Linked DNA regions of Hordeum vulgare: region 1 is linked to region 2. The links are chromatin contacts, called in public Hi-C maps. All regions are on one chromosome and are shown on one strand. Each heading gives the region's core, a stretch centred on a gene start, on an enhancer-like site or on the middle of the called end of the contact. The rest is flanking DNA. Distances are from core to core; before and after follow the strand shown.

Evidence for each region. A called contact is a pair of places that touch in the nucleus more often than the background predicts.
Region 1: a contact with region 2 is called in a Hi-C map of seedling, with 4 times the contacts expected there. The contact joins two enhancer-like sites. A contact is called at or near these places in 2 of 6 Hi-C or Micro-C datasets (leaf and seedling).

What each region holds. Positions count from the first base shown.
Region 1 is chr3H:587,795,729-587,799,966 of MorexV3_pseudomolecules_assembly, reverse strand. No RefSeq gene overlaps it. Among protein-coding and RNA genes, the nearest start is that of LOC123440837, 27 kb to the left of the region's middle. Within about 2 kb of position 1,861, at least 1 of the 3 cell types and tissues checked has open chromatin away from gene starts, as enhancers often do. A contact at or near this core is called in seedling, where this site is marked.
Region 2 is chr3H:587,618,500-587,622,770 of MorexV3_pseudomolecules_assembly, reverse strand. No RefSeq gene overlaps it. Among protein-coding and RNA genes, the nearest start is that of LOC123445399, 11 kb to the right of the region's middle. Within about 2 kb of position 1,345, at least 3 of the 3 cell types and tissues checked have open chromatin away from gene starts, as enhancers often do. A contact at or near this core is called in seedling, where this site is marked.

The sequences.
Region 1 (4,238 bases), core at 612-3,111, 180 kb before region 2:
AACAAAGAACAAATTGCAAAACCAAGGTGCATGACCAAGTGCACCCAGAGTACAGTTTGGTTCACAAACACAAGCTTCAAGTAGGTTGAGCATATTTTCCTTACCTGAAGATATATATCAATGCTGTAACCAAGAGGTGAAGTAGGAACACACATCTAATCAGACAAACAGCTACTCGCAAACAACGTCACTCTCAATCAGGCGCACTGGCGCAGAACAAGTCTGACAGGCAACTTTCACATTCAACTTAGACGTGTTCAAAGAGTAGGTTGCAGACAGGAAAAGCTATACAAGTACACATATAATTAAGCTCGATATATTATTCTGGATTAGGCAATCAGATCAGCAAGAAGATAACCGAATAATTGAGATAGATAGCATAGGTTTCCATCCATGCAGCAAGGTGACCTCATCGAAGGCAGGCAGGCGCCTCTGTGCGTGTCCTGCAGCGACCCGCACATGCCCCCCACATCAGGACAGTTCCAGATGGCATAAAATTTTAGGGGGCATTTATGGTTGGCTCAAGTAAAACGTTTGGTATGCAAAGCACAGCTGAAGTTATTAAGACCAATTGTGCTATAAACATTGCATGAATCCTTCATCCAAAGTGGTTAACAGCTGAACTGAAATAATAAGAGATAATAATTGCAAACCGTGCAACAGAAAAATGTAGTAAGATGTTCATTGATTTTCAGCTTGTGGTACCAGTCTTTTCTAGAATACTACTACTACAACCAATTCCAAATCTTGCTATAGTGGTTAGCTTAGTTTCCATAAGACCTACCTAACCATCTCCATCGTTTCTCTGAATTATTGGCTATTGGGCAAATGGACAGAATAAGACATTGGAACCTAACCTAAAATCTCATTCTGTTCAGAAGACCACTGGATCCAGACGTAAAATCAATTCTTCAGTTCAAGAAATAGTGAATGAGCCATAAAGATTGCCATGTACTGAGAAGACCACTAGATCAATAGCAGTAGAAACATAACATTTTAGCATCAACACAAGCAGTAGAAACATCATTGTAAAAGGGTGTCGAAACAAGCATACATTTCATTCATGAAACCACATAACAGTCACTTCCGATCATAGCATTTTATACATCAACACAAAAAGAAGAAATCAGCAGGCTCATAGCCGATCCAACACATAGACATTGCAGCTCATGGGGACTAGGCCGTTAAGAAGGACCACGTCACTCAACAGCCGTCAGATGAAAGGTGAAGCGTCCACAACATAACTTTCTAATGCCGTAAAGAAATCATGCAGAACAAGAGTTTGTTTGAGCTGATGTCTATAAGCAAATACTTCGTCAAAGGTAGCAACCAGTTCACCATCAGTGTCAACGTAAAACATCCAATGACCAAAATTGACCAGCAAGATCACATCACCATCATCCAAAGCAACGATCACGTACCAATAGCCCTGACCGTAAGGGTCTTCATGCTTCTCCTTGATCTCCGCGATCGGCAATTCAACCCGGTACTTTAAATCCCAGACCTCACTCTCATAGTACTGCAACACCCATATATCAACAATTCCCGTGGCCTTGTTACAGCCATAGATGCCAAGCATGTCATCCATATCAAAGATATATGAGGTGGTGGAAATAACTGGAGCACGCATCTCCCGAAACGACTCAGCTATGGGGTCAAATACTATTATCAGTCTGCTTTCGGTCTCATACTCACTTTCAGTGGGACAATACACTGGGTACCAATGTAGGCTATCACGCACCCGGACAGGTATACCCGATAATGCCAATTTGGTTCCCGGGCAGCCGATGTACCTGGGTGGCTGGTCGGAGCCTAACACAAACACATAGAAGCCAGTTTGGTAACCCCGTTTCAGTAACAGCCGGTACTCGCCAGTAGGCCCATGTGGGTACATCCCCAAGATCCTGAAGTCCAGCAGCTGGGGGAGGGGAGCATGCTGATGCGTGGCCGGGTTGCAGACGGAGAAGGTGCTAGAGTCATCCGTGTAGTCAAACATGGTGAGGACAAGAAGGCCGTCGCAGGAGGCCTCCAGACTGAATGGTTTGTCAAGCCGGGCGACGGTGTGGAGCTGGGCGGCGGCAGCGGCCCGGTGGTCGAAGGCGGTGATGTCATGGTGGCTGGTACTGCTATTGCACGAGGCTGCAGAGAATACGGTGAGGGCAGGCTGGCGAGCGTGGTGGGCGAGGAGGAAGCGGCGGGTGGAGGTGGCGCAGCGCCAGTCGCGGCGGACGGCGCGGCAGCGGAGGAGGGACTTGGGGTCGAGGCGGACGAGGATATCCCAGAGGACGATATCGTCTAGGAGGCCAGGGAGGAGAGGCGTTGCTGCTTCTGCCGCGGCCTCCTTTGCCGCCATGGTCGCCGGCTGCGGAGTGGTGGTGGGTGGTGGCGGCGGAAGGGAGGTGGGAGTGGAGTGTTAGGTCTTTCGGCGGAGTGAAAATGGATGCAAGTCTGACTTCAGCTGGGCTGGGGCGCTGGGCCAGATTCGTCTGCAAATTCCTTTTAATATACTAGGAAATGTGTCTGTGCATTGTAACAGGGAAAAACAAAATGTTGCACGCTCCTAACGATCCATTTAATTTTGTTGTTATTTTTCTATTCATCATAATCGTTAATGATGTTCATATTGTCCATTATACTTTTTATCATTGCTAACAATCAATTTTAAGATGATGTGTTTTTCATTATACTTTAGCACAACATGTACAGGGGCATCGCTATAGAGTAAACTGCTTCGGACAAGGATTTTTGTAATATGGTCCGTGTTCATCATATATGTATGCCTCATGGTCGCCGCGCTCTAACCTGAGGATGACACCTACAGTTTATGGAGAGGAGACCGCCATGGTAAGATTAAATCTGTTGTAAAATGCAGATTTTCACATTTTTATAGTTTCCGTGGACATTTTTTAAAATTTCTTCCACATTTTCTTCGAATTCAAGGATTTGTTTTGAATACATGATCATTTTAAAATAATGACTGTTTTATATTTGCTGAATATATTTTTTGAAAATATGAAATTGTGAATTCTTTTACAATATCAAGACAGTTTTTTTAAATCATCAACATTTTTTTAGTCCATGAACATTTTATGATTTCCCTAACCTTCTTTTTGAATTCCCAAACATTTTATGATCTCATCAGTATTTTTTAAATCCGTGAACGTTTTATCATTGCCTAAACATTTTTTTGAAATCCCATTACATTTTATGATTTCATGAATATTTTTGCTCAAAACTCAAAAGTTTTTTAATTGGAAATTTGCAAATTCTGAATTAATTTAAGGAAGATAAAAAACAAATGGAAATAATAAAACGAAAATGCGTGACGAAAAAAAATGTAGGTTCCAGGTATCGAACCTGGGTCACCTAGGTGGAGGACCCGCGCTCCAACCACTACGCCAAGTGTCGTGGTTTTGTCACGGCAGATGTCCTCGTAAAAGGACTTAGTGATGGAGCAATTGCACCTTGATGACGACTCAATGGGGGTGAGCGGAAGCGAGACTCATATTTACACAGGTTCGGCCCCTCCGGTGGAGGTAAAAGCCTAAGTCATGCTTTGTTTATATTGATGGTGGATTCGATTACAAGAAGGGTGTAACTCGTCTGACCTAACTCTCGATGGATTCTAACTTAACCTCTCTGCCCTAGAGACTCGCCTTTATATATATATATATATATATATATATATACAAAGTCCTAGTCACGTTACAAACCATGGCTTTCCATATCTCTAAGTCGTCGTGTCTTTCAAGTCAGGAAACCTCCTTAACGACTCATCTTTTCTCTTAATCTTGAACCGCCATCCACCTCATGGACCCTGGCAGCCCTTTGTCAAGGTCTCCTGGCGCATCTCACACCCTGGGCCAAGACTTATCTTGATCGTCAATGTAGAGTCGTCGTTTTACCTGACCCGGCCCAATAGGGCGGGTCATACCGTAGATAATATCCCCAACACCAAACATATCAGTTTATTTTTTTGGGACCTCGTCGTATAAGTACTGCGACGAACGATGACTTTGACTGAAAAAAATTCGAATCGTTTTCTTCACTTATGGGTGGCATAGTGGGTACTTTAGGACAACGTTGGGGTAATTTTAGTGACGTACGACGGAAGCACTAAGTGCTTTATTATTAGGGAGAGAAGTGATGAAAAACAAACGGTAATTTGTGTAAAAAAGGGTAATAGTTCAATAATAACGACTCCAGGTGGCCCCCTCGGCGCCTCCAATAAACCATCC
Region 2 (4,271 bases), core at 96-2,595:
TCGTTCTCGATCTCATGTCATGCGTGAAGTTTTGATCTGCAACCATACAAAAACAGAAAGCATGTCTTAGGTTCATGGTAATATTGAAATTTGGAGGTGATCAAATCATATGCTTTTGGGTTGAAACAACTTAAACTAACTATTGCATACATCTTGGCTCTAGATTTCTGGTTTGTATTTTGTCCATGATGAAGACACGGAGCCTGTAGATCTTGATTTGTTAAGCTCCTTTCCGCTCTCAAGGAGGTCAAATGGTCCCTCTTGGGGGCGAAGAGGACATTCTTGAAATCAAGCTGATACATCACAGAGAAGTGCTTGAGCGGAAGATGCTCCTCGCGAGCTCCTCCCAAGTCATTTCAAGGATATAGGTATTGCTTAAGTCTCCTTTCAACTAACTAATTGTCATAAAAAGGAAATTGAAAGAATATTTTGAATCAATAAAAAACATTCAACATTCTATATTAATTGCCGCTAATTTAGGACAACATTATACTAAATCAACCATAACTAATATGAAACGGAGGGAGCATAACATATAAAAGCACAAGATTTAAAAGAGTGCTCTCACATGATGTTGAGAAAAATTGTGAAGGGAGAGAGAGAATGATTGCATGAGACGAATGAAGAGGGAGAGAGAAACAATTTCTCGTGTAGGAGTTGAAACCATGAGTTGACACATATTCTTTAGTTGAAAATTTATTTAATCACTATTTTATATTTCCTATAAAAAAATAACCATTATCGAATAATCTTTTCACATCATATTATCATATTCCCGTGGCGACGCACGGGCATCCAACTAGTTACACATACATGCACGCACGTATCTACACCAAACCGCTGGCCTGCTTCGCACCAATTATCGTGGGAAGCAAAGGCTTCGGTAGCCAAGGTACCACTAGATAGCGAGTTGGCTGTCTTCAACAATTAATATGAGTTGAACATTCGTGATCATACACTTGCACACTAATCATACGTCTCAACCGAAAGGGGGCGGCTCATGACACAATTCTTTATCCCATGTTACATATCTTATCAGTATCATGTTTGCCTTCGTCAGGTTGGTTGGTTTCCTTGCAAGCTACTCCGAAAGTCGCCGGCTCTTCTCCATGGAGCTTGTTTGTCCTCCCCCGGTGCGCGGTGGTTGAGGTCTCGTCCGCTTCGTGCGTGCGTCCTCCGAGTTCTCCAACCGACGGCCACGTACTCGGCGCCCCTTTCCAGGTAGGCCGTGCCAAGATTTCCTCTTGGCCCGTTCGGTCGCATCGCCCACGTACGTCCTAGGAGCTGTGCTGGTGGACTGCTGCCGGTGCTGATGAATCTTTTTTTGGTTGGCTGAGAAGAAAACAGCGTGCGTGTCGTCTTGGGCGCTTCTGTTCTCCTTCTGATCTCGTGGAAGGCGGAAAGGTGTGTGATGTGATGTGATGTGACGCCACCGGTCAAGACTTAGGAGCGAGGGAGAGGGAGGACGAAAGCACGCACGCACGCTCGGGCTCGATCAGGTCCCGGCAACTCCAACGCGTGCATCCAAATAAAAGGTGATTTTATCCTTTTTTTTTTTGTTTGTTTGTATGGATCGTCCGGTTGACGTCTGCCCTGTTTAGTATTTGGGCCGGCAATGCGTCCAACATCTATGCATATATTTGAGAAGGTTTGCGGCCATAGATCAAGTCCGTGTCCATTGCCATCGCTTAAAGTTCATGTCGATACCATGCCAGCTTCAAAAAACATCATACAGTTCATACTAACACATTTGTCAGCGGTCGACACACATGGCAGCACACAAAAAAGGGACTGGAGATCGACCATGCCATAGCGGCTGTGGCCATGCTAGCATACTTGCCGACATACAAAAAAGGATGGCGTTCGCCGTCATAGATCACTCGGCGTCGAAGTTGAGCATCTCGGTCTGCATCTTTTCAAACCACGACCTCTTCCTTGACGACACGGTGTTGAGATCCACCTTCATGATCTCCACCCTAGGTACAATAGCGTCACCCTCGTTGCCGTCGCGACGCATGTAGCGGTATCCTCCCGCTGTGCGACGACGGCTCTGGCCGCGGCGGCCGCTGCTTCGTCCCTTGCATCCGTCGCGTGTCTCCGCCATTTCTCTTCGCCGCTCCCTGGCCCGCTCCTCGGGCGTCACCTCCTTCTTCTTCTTGGACGCGGTGGCTGTCTTGCGGGGGGCGCGAGGCTTGCCTTTATGGGAGGGGGCGGTTGTGATGCCGGACGAGGCGAGGGAGGTAAGGCCGGCGGCGGCATCGAGGTCGTCATGCATGGCGAGCGGCCGGGAGAGCATGGGGGCGGGAGGGTTTTGGGAAAGTGGAGGGAAACGGTGAAGGCTTTGCCACCGATTGGCGGGCCAAGGGGAGTAGTTAGTGTGCGGCGCGCGCGTCCTTCTTGTGTCCGCGTCAATGCAAATCAGGCTAAAATGGGTCCGGAATGGGTCGGCACGCGGACAAAAGGTGGACGCATGTCCATTTGAGTCGGCATGTTGGGACTATTTTTCTGTCCGCACGATCCAAACGGACGCGCGTGGACGAAATGGGTCGGTGCGTTGGAGTTGCTCTTAGAGCATCTACAACCGGACCCCTCAAACCCTCTTCAAACGCCCATGCACGGTCACAACAATTTGACCCAAACGGACCTCTCAAGCCGACCGTAAACACCCGGGCTTACCGACACCTCCATTTTCAGCCCAAATATGGGGCGGATATGGCAGAGCCCAGGCGCTCCCGGGCATGTCGAACTAACAGCTTGGCCCCATGCGGAATCGCCGGGAAACCCGACGGTCCGACGGGGCCCCCGACCGTCGGCGCGGTGTGAACGTCGCGTACTGCCTCTCTGGAGTCGGGGCCGGCTATTTAAGCCGACCGACGCCCCAGCCCTAGCACATCCGCCTTCTCCCTCTCTCCGCCGCCACCCGAGCTATTCCCTCTCCGAGCCCGTCAGCCATGCCACTACGCCGCCAGCGTTACACGATCCAGTGTCGTCTCTTCCTCCTTCAGCAGGTCCGAATCCGAAGGGAAGCGCGGCTACCTCTGGAACCGGAGGAGGATTTCGAGGAGAAGGAGATGGGGAAGGAGCCCGAGGAGGAGCCATAGGGGCCGGAGGAGGAGGCGTCGGCTGTCGTCGTTTTGTGGCCGGAGTAGCCGGCCATCCTCAGCTCCATTCGCTAGGAGTCGGCTACGGTATCCAGGCGTTGAATGGAGGAAGTGCACGCGGCGCACGCGACTCAGGCTCCCGCGCACGCGGATCAAGCCATCTTCGGCAGGGAAGAAGCTTAGTACACAAGTTAATACATATGATATATTATGTATTCTTTTGTATGTATATGAGGGAGAAATATGAGAGAGTTGGATGTGAATACCGAAATTTGAGGCGTGATCGGTCAGTGTCCATGGACGTGTCCGGGCACGTCCATGGGTGATTGATGGGCCGGATTTGCAAAGTCCGGCTATAGATGCTCTGGGAGCATCTACAGCCGAAACTTGCAAATTCGGCCCCTCAAACATCCGCGGACGCGCGTGGTTAGTGATCAGACGTGTCCGTTTTGAGCCCTTATTTTTTTCATCTGTCTAACCGCACCTCTCATATTTTTCCTCATATGTTCGATCACTTGCACGTGATTGGTGAAGAAGAGAGAAAAAGAAAAGAATGAATAAAGAAAGAGAAAAGGTGGTCTAGGGTGGGGTCGCGTCCTACGTGATGGACTGACCGGACGTGCCCGGGCGCGTTCACGAGCCCTCTTATCATCCTTAGATTTGAGATGGATATGAGTGTTGTCGTTTAGTCCGGGCGTTTGAGATGGATGCGAGGGGGTCCGACTGGATTGATTTTTTCTAAACGTGAGTGACCGAACAGGCTACCCAGACGTTTTAGACAGATTTGATGGGTCCGGCTGTAGATGCTCTGGTAATCGAAGTATAAACATGAATGCCGGAGACGTACTTCAACAAATCGAACAAATTACATGCCAACCAAGGGATTTTTATTTAAACCCAAGCACATTCGTTACATGTTTGGCATTTCTATTAAAAATGCGAGTAGACCTAAACCTACCATATGAAGCGCCCGTCCCCACGTTCTTGTTCCCTTCCTCCGATCACTGGGCTCAACTCGTTGTCTTCATGAACGACAACGTTAAAAGACCTACGAAGTGAAGGTGCGGTCGCCGATGAGGAAGAGTAGAACATGGAAGACGAATCGACCCACTTCAGGCCATGCCGCCCCATGCCCTACTCATCCTCGTTGGAATATGTGTCATGTCATCG